Linked DNA regions of Mus musculus: region 1 is linked to region 2. Evidence: chromatin contacts called from public Hi-C data. All regions are on one chromosome and are shown on one strand. The core of a region is the stretch at or near the end of the contact, and the rest is flanking DNA. Distances in the headings are between cores, read along the strand shown. Region 1 holds the start of Ces1f (carboxylesterase 1F). Region 2 holds the start of Ces1b (carboxylesterase 1B).

Evidence for each region. Hi-C and Micro-C count contacts between places; a contact is called where the count stands out from the background.
Region 1: a contact with region 2 is called in a Hi-C map of liver, with 1.9 times the contacts expected there. The contact joins the promoter of Ces1f here to the promoter of Ces1b in region 2. A contact is called at or near these places in 1 of 39 promoter capture datasets (liver) and 1 of 484 Hi-C or Micro-C datasets (liver).

The regions. Positions count from the first base shown.
Region 1 is chr8:93,278,118-93,282,759 of GRCm38.p6, forward strand. It overlaps Ces1f (carboxylesterase 1F), which reads right to left and starts at 1,619. Exons shown (of 14, transcript NM_144930.2): 1 at 1,532-1,619. The coding sequence starts at 1,583.
Region 2 is chr8:93,078,655-93,083,544 of GRCm38.p6, forward strand. Ces1b (carboxylesterase 1B) reads right to left here and starts at 1,286. Exons shown (of 13, transcript NM_001381922.1): 1 at 1,211-1,286; 2 at 701-905. The coding sequence starts at 1,262.

The sequences.
Region 1 (4,642 bases), core at 369-2,868, 200 kb after region 2:
GTGAGAACACCCACCAAGAGTTCTGGCAGGAGAAGGCATGAACCATGGAAGCCTTAAGAGGAGGAGGAGAGGGAGGAGGAGGAAGAGGAGGAAGAGGAGGAAGAGGAGCAGGAGGAGGGGGAGGAGGGGGAGGAGGATGACCAGGAGGAGGAGGGATAAAAAAATACTTCCGAGATGAAAGAGGGCAAAGTCTGATTATAGGTGACTAGGCATGGCTGAATTAACTATGAACTTTCAACAGGATTACCTAGAGCAAAATGTGCTTGCATGCAAGGGGTGGGGGTAGGGTGAGAACATTGCCAACAGAAGCTATGACTTACAACATTGCACACACATGTAATGCCTACTGTATACCAGAGGTACATCCCAGTTTCTTGAATTCATAACAATATCGTCTTTCTAGGTAACTATTGGTGTGTCTATTTAACTTGGAAGAATCAATCCTGTGTGGAGTTCCTAAAAATGGAGAGTATGCCGTTGCCAGGGTAACCAGCAGCAAAGGCATGTTCTGCTTCAAATCTGGGTCCTTCAGTTCCAGGCCTCTCTCAACGTCACCTGTCCACACAGGGTGAGGCATTTAAGGGATTGATTGCTGAGTACTGGCTCTGTATTTAAGTGCTAGAGACAGCCCTGGACATGATTTGCCAGATAAACTTGGAAGAACATACCAGTTTTTACAGGCCACCTATTAATGGCACAGATATACATTGAAATCAATGCTATAACCACATATTTACCATGAATTTAACTCATGTATCTGATGTTTAGGAGGCTATCATGACTCTTGGGAACTGTCTCTCTCAGAGTCTATCAATTTCAGAGGCATGACCCTAACTAAACATCTCCTTTATGATAGCATGGACTACTGTCTGCCTGTCCATCTGCCCTCATTACCCTGAACCTGGTACCAGACACTTGAGATGTGCACTGTTCCCTAAAGTTCCTTGAAATGCTAACAAAAGAGGCATTTGCTACAGGCTCCCCAGCCTGAGCCTCCTCACTGACCTGGCACGTCCTGTCCCCCCTACCTTAGTACTATGACTTTCTTCTTGGGGAAAATGAACAACAAAGTGGTTTTTCAATGACTATTTGGTCCTGATGTGCTAGCTTGACCATACTGTGTATTTTCTATTAGTACATCCTATATTTATGTATTATGTATTAATAATGGAGGACCCACTACATGTAAAGGCATGAAGGGGCATCCTATTGCAAGTGTACCTAAAAAGCTTTAGAAATGAAACCAACTAATCCTCTATAGTCCAGTGAAGTAAGGGAACCAACCTGTCTTGATTCCTCTTGTGCTGGAGTTGGCTCTTCGTCCTCTGTACCTAAGTGTGCTGCAGGGACTCAGGGATTTTAGTGTCTCTTGATCTCAGAGTGTCCTGCACCATGGTGTAGGCCACTTAGAGGCAAATCCAAGTCTGGAGAGTGAGTTCTCCTGCAGAACTAAATCTGTCTTGTCTGTGCTCTATGCACAACCCTGCTACTCTTTGTGTCCCCCACAAATTTGTATTTCAAAAGTACTCACCGCAAATCACACAGGTTGCTAGAGACACCAGGAACAGAGTGCTAAGGAACATCTTGCATGGACAGGCTCCCAAGTCAATGGACCTTCTAACTCTGATCCACAAGGAAGGGGTGTGTAAGGTCCTGCCCACATCCTGGGAACCTCCCAGGAGTCCTGCCCACAGAGCCCAATTACACAATACAGAACTACACACACACACACACACACACACACACACACACACACACACACACAAACACCTCTTTCTCTTCCTTAGCCACAGCTCTTCCAAGTTTACCCTGCTTTATCTGAACACTCATGCACCCAGCATTAGCTGTCTTATATATAAACAATTAGTATGAAACTCTCAGATGACAGATCAACAGCTTCTTTTAAAAAAAAAAACTTTTTATTAGATATTTTCTTCATTTACATTTCAAATGCTATTCCAAAAGTCCCCTATACTCTCCCCCCACCCTGCTCCCCTACCCACTCCCTCCCACTTCTTTCATAAATATTTTTCCTTGTAACACTCTCGCTTCAGAGTGCCAGGAGATCTCAAAGTCAAGCAAATACCTCCAGGCAGTGAAAAGCTTTAGTGAGGTGGGGGGATTCTTATAACAGGCTGAAATTTTTTAGAGAAATTCACAGCTCCACAGCTGTTCACCAGGGAGATCAGGGCACATGTCTCTGCCTCCCTTTTCTAGCATTTTGGACTCTTGTGTTTGGTAACAACGTTAAGCTTCAACTACCCTCCTTGGAGAAGTTTAGATTATTTGTATAGTCATCTTGCCAAGTGGCCCTATCTTGGGCCACATGCAACCAAGTTTGGGAACTCACTCAGTTCAGGGCAGAACTTTAGGTATAGATCTTTCTTATAATAATTCAACTCCATTTCAAAATCCTTGGCTTTTACCACCTACCTGCCCATTGATCCAGGAATACTTTGAATATTAACCAGAACAGATGTGAGGTCAGGAAGAGTCTGGCATATGTGTCCAAGCTGCAAACCATGGGGCTACGGTATAAGCATGCACTTGGGAGAGGGTCTTTCACAAGGTGCTATTGAAGGAAGCTGCTGAGATCCCCTTCCTAGGACCATCAAATGCCTTAGGACAGTGCTTTGGTTGAATACAGTCTGGTACAGCTGGCTAAGCAAATGCCATAGCTCCACTCAAAGTAGCTGTGGGCATCACTGTGTGATCAGGAAATAGAGAGGATCAGCTCAGGAGAGGAAAACACAAGTTATAGATTATCACTTAGTTTAAAGACTTAGTTTCTCTGATAGCTAGGCAGAGAGTTCCAGTCCTACTAACATACCTACAATAATTAAAACCATGAGCAGTAAAAAACTATCTGTACAAAGAGCATTTATTTCTAATATTTTAAGGGGCAGAAACAGCCCAAATAAATGTTCATGAACTGAACAATAAATAAATTGGTCACCTGTGTCCCTCACTGAATATTGTTTGTAAGAGCAGGTGCTGCCATAACTTGAAATTATGAAAAATAAAAGAAGCCAGTCATGAAGCTAATAGGCTTTAGGCTTCCAGTTGCGTGAAGGTTCCAGAACATAAAGATGAACAATGAGGGCTGGTTGCTGAGGGAAAGGAGATGAAGGGGCAATGGAGAGCTGCCAAGGCTGGGGAGCCTGCATTTGGGTTTTGCATTTGTCTGAGGCGTGATGGAAACGTGCTAAGTCGGCAGCGATGTGTAGCTCACTATGCATCTTTTTTTAACCTGCTAGAACCTGCTGGGTTGTATGATTCCTATTTATTTAAGGTTTTTATCCATCCTTCTATTTCGTTGACAAATGTTACTTGAGAGCCTGCAAGCCCTGACCTCAGTGTCCTGTGCGCAGGACAATCTTGCTCAGAGTATCTCAGTGATTCTCACTATGGGGCCCCAAGGCTCAGTTTGGCTGAGGGGCTGGCCCTAGATCTCATCACATAAGAAAAAAGCTGAGGTTGAAAAAAAAACCTGTAGGGCTATGGAGCTATAGTCGTAACTTCTGTGAAGAGTGTCAATTGTACACATGGGACTTCTCTGAGGGAGATATGGGAAAATACCCTTCTACTGGAATTCCCTCCACCTCTCCTCATCAAAATACCCACACAAAACTTCTTATTGGCTCCCACTGTGTTTCCAAGCCTCCAGGGAGGATGAGCACAGAGTACCCTATGGAGGGGTCAGGGGGTCAGAAGAATGAAAGCACGACCCATAGGATTCCAGGGAGAGACAGCAGCTGCGTGACAGAAGAAACTGGGTTGATTCTGTCAGTGTGGATTTCTTTCTGGAAAAATACTGCTTAGCCAGGAGTCACAAGGCCCAGCCCTTCTGTAATTTAACTGAAAATATGGATTTATTTATAGCCAATGAAGTAAAGTGACATTGTGTGTGTGTGTGTGTGTGTGTGTGTGAGGGTGTTGTCCCCAAACCAACATAATGAATGTGAGTTTTCTCCATATAGGATTTTTCCTACAACCAGTTGGAAACCACAACTGTGAGACTGAAGAGATAAGGCAGACACACAGTGACTGTACCTGAGTCCTCAGCCTGTACCTGGATGGCAGCTGCTCTGGAGTTCCAAATGAGGTGTGGGCTTCCTGGGACCAAGAATTATATATATATACATGTATGAATACATAAACATACAAACACACACACACACACACATCATACACATATATGTTTGGGGGCAGCCACTCTTGAGAGGTACAGATATAATGCAAATACACAGTAGCATAGGAGACTGTATTAATTTGGTCTCCAGCCTCTCACCTAAGTGGCAGGACAGAGGCTCACTCCTACAGCTTCTTTCGTAGACCTCAGAATGGGATCTGAGTGGAGCTGGCAGTAAGTATCACGTCTCCTCTTTGCTGGAGTACTTGTGAAACACAGCCTTTGCCCCACTTTTCCTTCTGGCATTAACTAGCTGCTGAGTAGTAAGGCCTTCCCTCCCATCTCACTATTCACCACCATTCCCTGCAACTCTCAAAACAAACTTCTACTACAGGGCTTATCTCAAGTTCCTCTGTAAGACAATCCACCATAGGACAAAGGATGCATGCATTCTGCGATCTGAGATCAAATCACTATGTGTCTGCTGAAAGTTGAGTTGTGCAGGACCCA
Region 2 (4,890 bases), core at 36-2,535:
TACTCAGTACATTTGTGCTAAATAAAGGGTTTGGAAAACTACGAAAGTTCTTAGTATCTAGACCATATTTAAGGACTCATGATGCTCTCAGGAATGCCAATAATTGCTGTTAATATAGCTAGTCAGAGGATTGCCTTGTCTCCATCTTGGATCACCGTGAGATAGGTATACCTATCTCATATACCCCCTTTTGATCTGCTGTTATAATGCTAAGTACTGGTTCTGGTTAACTCAGGGAAGGGGAAACTCTCATATACACCAATTTATCCTTGATTAGTCAATAGAGCTGCCTACAGCCTATAACTGGGAAGAGGAGAGGTAGAAAAAGTTTCAGCTCTTGGCCTTGGGGTTTGAGGCAGGACCACCAGAGGAAGGAGTGAAGGTAAAGAGAGGATAAGACACCATTGGGTAGGAGAATCATGAAAATGTGGCCATAAGGGCTGGCCAATTGGTATAAGAGCAGCCCAGGTGGAATATGGCAAATTATATCTCATGGTTATTGATAGGGAAGTAGACAAAATAGCTTAGAGATTAGATATCTACCCATTTATAGTGGTTTAAAGTCTTACTATAAATATAAAAGTTTTATGTCTTTTATCTGGGAGCTAAATGATCCAAGGCATGGTAGAAAGCCCCAATTCACTTTACATACTTACCATAACACATGTCCACTGAAACAATCCCCACCCTTGTAACTTACATAGGAGGATAGGAGGTGGCATTCTTCACAAAGCTCCAGGGCTCTGCAGGCTCTGGTGGAGCAAACCTCAGGGATCCAAGAGGGGGCTTGGCAAAGGGGACTCCCAGGAAAACTGCCACAGGGTGTTCAAATCCTTCTAAGCTGGTGTACTTTCCCAGGATTTTGCCTTGGGTGGTGTCCACTACCGGTGATGAGGGTGAGTGTCCTGATATTGGAGAAAACATGAGGAAACATCAGAGATGATGGTCAAACCTGGATTCATGGTTGGTTTAGTGACTTTTAGGCTTGCATCATTGATAGTCACTTGAACTTCTAAGGTCTCTTTTCCTCCCAACATTAAAGAGAGGGCCAACTAAAAAGTAATCTGTTTGGAGGTATAAATGTCGCCCATCTAAGCCCGTACAAGGGTCAGTGAACTGTTTTGTGCTTGCTCTGTATACATTTCACCCACTTCATCAAGGACAGGTTTCCAAATGTACAACCCAATGTTTGTAATCCAGAAGAACTTACCCCATATTGGGCAAAGAGCAAGAGAAGCCCAGACCAGAGCATGGAGCCACATGGTAGAAGGAAGGACAGGAACTCTAGGAGACAGGGAGGTGTCTGCAGCTCAAATAGAGAGCCTCTTTGCTGTGGACCCACCTCTAGACCAATTAGCATAATTACATAAAGCTCCCCCTCTCCAAAGAGCTCCCAAGGTATTTGTTAGGACCTCCAAGCCACACCCACTACGAGTTTACTCTTCTTTTTCTTTAAAGACACTACCCACTCTCTGATATCAAGCCAACCTCTTATGCAAACACTTCTAACTGAAAAGCTCAGTGCACCTTGAACTTCTCAAGGCAGGTACCAGCAAGCAGATGCATGCAGTCAGGAAGAAGTCCCCAGTGTTGCTCGGCTGGGAACATTGCACACTTCCCAGCTGCCATGCATCTATTTCCTAGAAGAGATGGTCTCAAGTTTGGAAGTTTTCTAATCTCACTCTTCAGCCAGTGTTGTTTTCTGATGTTGACTATTCCTGCCAGGTAACCTGAAGCACCAGTGTATACCTCTGTTAATGATCTCACTGCTTTTGGATCAGGGCTGCTTAGCCACAATGTTTGTATTAGTTACTTCTGCTTGCTGTGATGAAACACGAAGAGCAAAGACATCATAAGGAGGAGAAAGTGTCCGGAGGGAGAAGAGTCCATAATGGCAGCGCAAAAGCATGGTGACGTGTAGCAAGCCTGATCATAATACTTAAATGTAAGCTCACAGTAGAGAGTGAACTAGAAATGATGAGAGACTTTAAATTCTCTAAGCCTACCTCCACTGACATACTTCCTCTAAGAAGTCTATATCTTCTAAATATCTCCAAACAGCACCACTAACTGGGGATCAAGTGAAAGCCCAAGACTATGGGAACAGTCCTCATTCAAACACAACATTGTCCTTAAGTCAAATAAACTTTGTGAACCACAATCCTTTGTCTAATCATCCACATATGCATCTATCTATGAATTCTTTCTTTCTTGGAGATTTTATTTACTTTTTGTGCATTTGACTGCGTATATATCTATGCAGCATGTGTATACAATGCCCGCAATGGCCAGAAGAGGGAGGTCTTCAAGACACCAGGAAATGGAGTTATAGATTGTGAACCAATGTATGGGTTCTAGAAACTGAACATATGTCCTCTAGAAAAGCAGCCATTGCTCTTAATGGCTGAGACACATCTATAGCCCTTATCTATGAATTATTTAAAATGTCCAAAATGTTTTGCATTAGCACCACTTGAATGTACCTAGATAAAGCAAAATAAAAGAGAATATGTACTGTTTGATTTCTGATTTCACTATGTGGTGTTGTTCCTGTTTCTTAACCCCAGCAGCCCAGGAGCCTTGGAAAGAAGCATGTGTCTCTAATACAGTGATAAGACATTTGGAAAGTTTGTGGTGAAGGAAGGTGTGACTATAAAGCATTGCTTTGACCTTGTTTAAGAAAGAACCCTGATATAGCTGTCTCTTGTGAGGCTATACCGGGGCCTAGCAAACACAGAAGTGGATGCTCACAGTCAGCAATTGGATGGATCACAGGGCCCCCAATGGAGGAGCTAGAGAAAGTACCCAAGGAGCTAAAGGGGTCTGCAACCCTATAGGTGGAACAACAATATGAACTAACCAGTAGTCCCCAGAGCTCGTGTCTCTAGCTGCATATGTAGCAGAAGATGGCCTAGTCGGCCATCATTGGAAAGAGAGGCCCATTGGACTTGCAAACTTTATATGCCCCAGTACAGGGGAACGCCAGGGCCAAGAAGTGGGAGTGGGTGGGTAGGGGAGTTGGTAGGGAGAATATGGGGGACTATTGGAAATGTAAAAGAAGAAAATACCTAATTTTAAAAAATAAAAGAAATTAAAAAAAAAGAAATCAAGTCAAACACTTTTTGTGGGGGACTGGAAAGGACAGTCTTGGTGGGAGAGTAGTGGTGTCTGGAATGGGAACAGGAGAAGTAAGTAAAATAAGACTTTAAAAAATATTAAATTGCTTGGGAATGGAGAAATTGGCTCAGTTGTTAAGTGCTAGAGCTCTTGCTGCTATTGTATAGGGCCTAAGTTCCATTCCCAGCATCCATTTGAGTAACTCACAACTACATGTTAATCTAGCTCCAGGGAATCCAGCATGCTGTTCTGGCCTCCAGGGGCATTTACAAACACACACACACACACACACACACACACACAGAAATGCATGTGTGTATAAAAAATAAAATCTTTAAATGAAATTCTATTGTTTACAGGAAGAAAATGACAACCGATTTTACATTTTGCAATGACAGCAAAGCAGAGGTGAGTATAAGAGAGGGAATTTGCATACTGATGGGTTTGAGTGACCTGGCTCTTTGGTAAAGTTGATGGAACAAAACAGTGATCGAGATCCTCCATGTGTCTCCCCATGACACATCAAGCAGTTGAGGTGTTCACACACCAAAGTATCCTCATAAAAATTAAGGAAATTTAGGGAGCCCAGGTAGAGTGTTTGATTCTAGTATGTGAAAATAAATACTCTGATGAAGGCAGGTAGGGAATATGATACCTAGTCCAAACACCCAGAGAAGAGAAGTATGTTCCAGCCAGGAAGGAATGGAGATCCAAATCCAGCCCTTAAACTTCAAACAATGTGTTTCTTCAACTCAGAAAATGCAAATGTCTAGGAAGAGAGATGACACAAATCTTATAGACCTGAAGGCAAGAACTGAGACCACACTAATGGGAAGGAAGATGGGCATCCATTTATCTGCAGAAAGACAAAAGTGAGAGATGAAGACTCAACCAAACTTGTGATCTAAAAGCTTCTAAAGGAAAATTTCAAACTGAAATAAAGGTATGTTAAGGAGTAAAAAGAAATAAAAATGTGGACAGAAATAAAACAGATGGCTCAAAAATTACTATACAAACAAACCCAAATGGTCTAATATAAATTTTGTGTATAAATCATTTGTATATTTACTATAAGAACTAATATCAAATTGATTGGAATAAAATATTCATTAATATGGTGGTGTGGTGTGAGGAGCGGGTGTGGCGGCAGTCCCAAAGGCGCCAGGGACTGTAGCTAAGTCGCATGACTTGCACTTGACTTCCTCATATAAGCCACAAACATCTTGAGAGCTGCACAGGTGTACCAGGATACCGGTGAATCCATTTTGATGGAGATATGCCCCTGCTGCTCTGATTAGCTGAAGCTGCGTGCCTGGTGAGGTGGCGTGGCCTGCTGTGAGTGGATGGGAATTGAGAGTATAAAAGAGTGAGAGGCCCAGGGTTCGAGGGAGATATAAACAAGAAGAAACAGGACTGAATAAACGTGTGCAGAAGGATCCTGTTGCAGTGTCGTTCTTCCTGGCCAGTTGGGCGCGCGCAAGAAGTGGTGCCAAAATCCAGGACAAGAAAGACCCCTGTAGCGAAGACCCCCTGCTACAGGGAGGATTCAGAACTGCATCACGGGGAAGGAGCGGTTAATAAAGGTTCCTGTAAAACAGACTGTTGAGAAGGATCCAGCGTGGATTCAGAACTCTTCAGCTGGGGAACGGTACTGGTAAGTCTCCTAAATTGATCCCCAGGTTAAAGGGGGGTATTTTTAAGAGAAAGAAGAAAGATGAAGACTGAATAAACTGCTGTTAGAAGGACTGGTGGTCGTGTCGTTCTTGCTGGTCG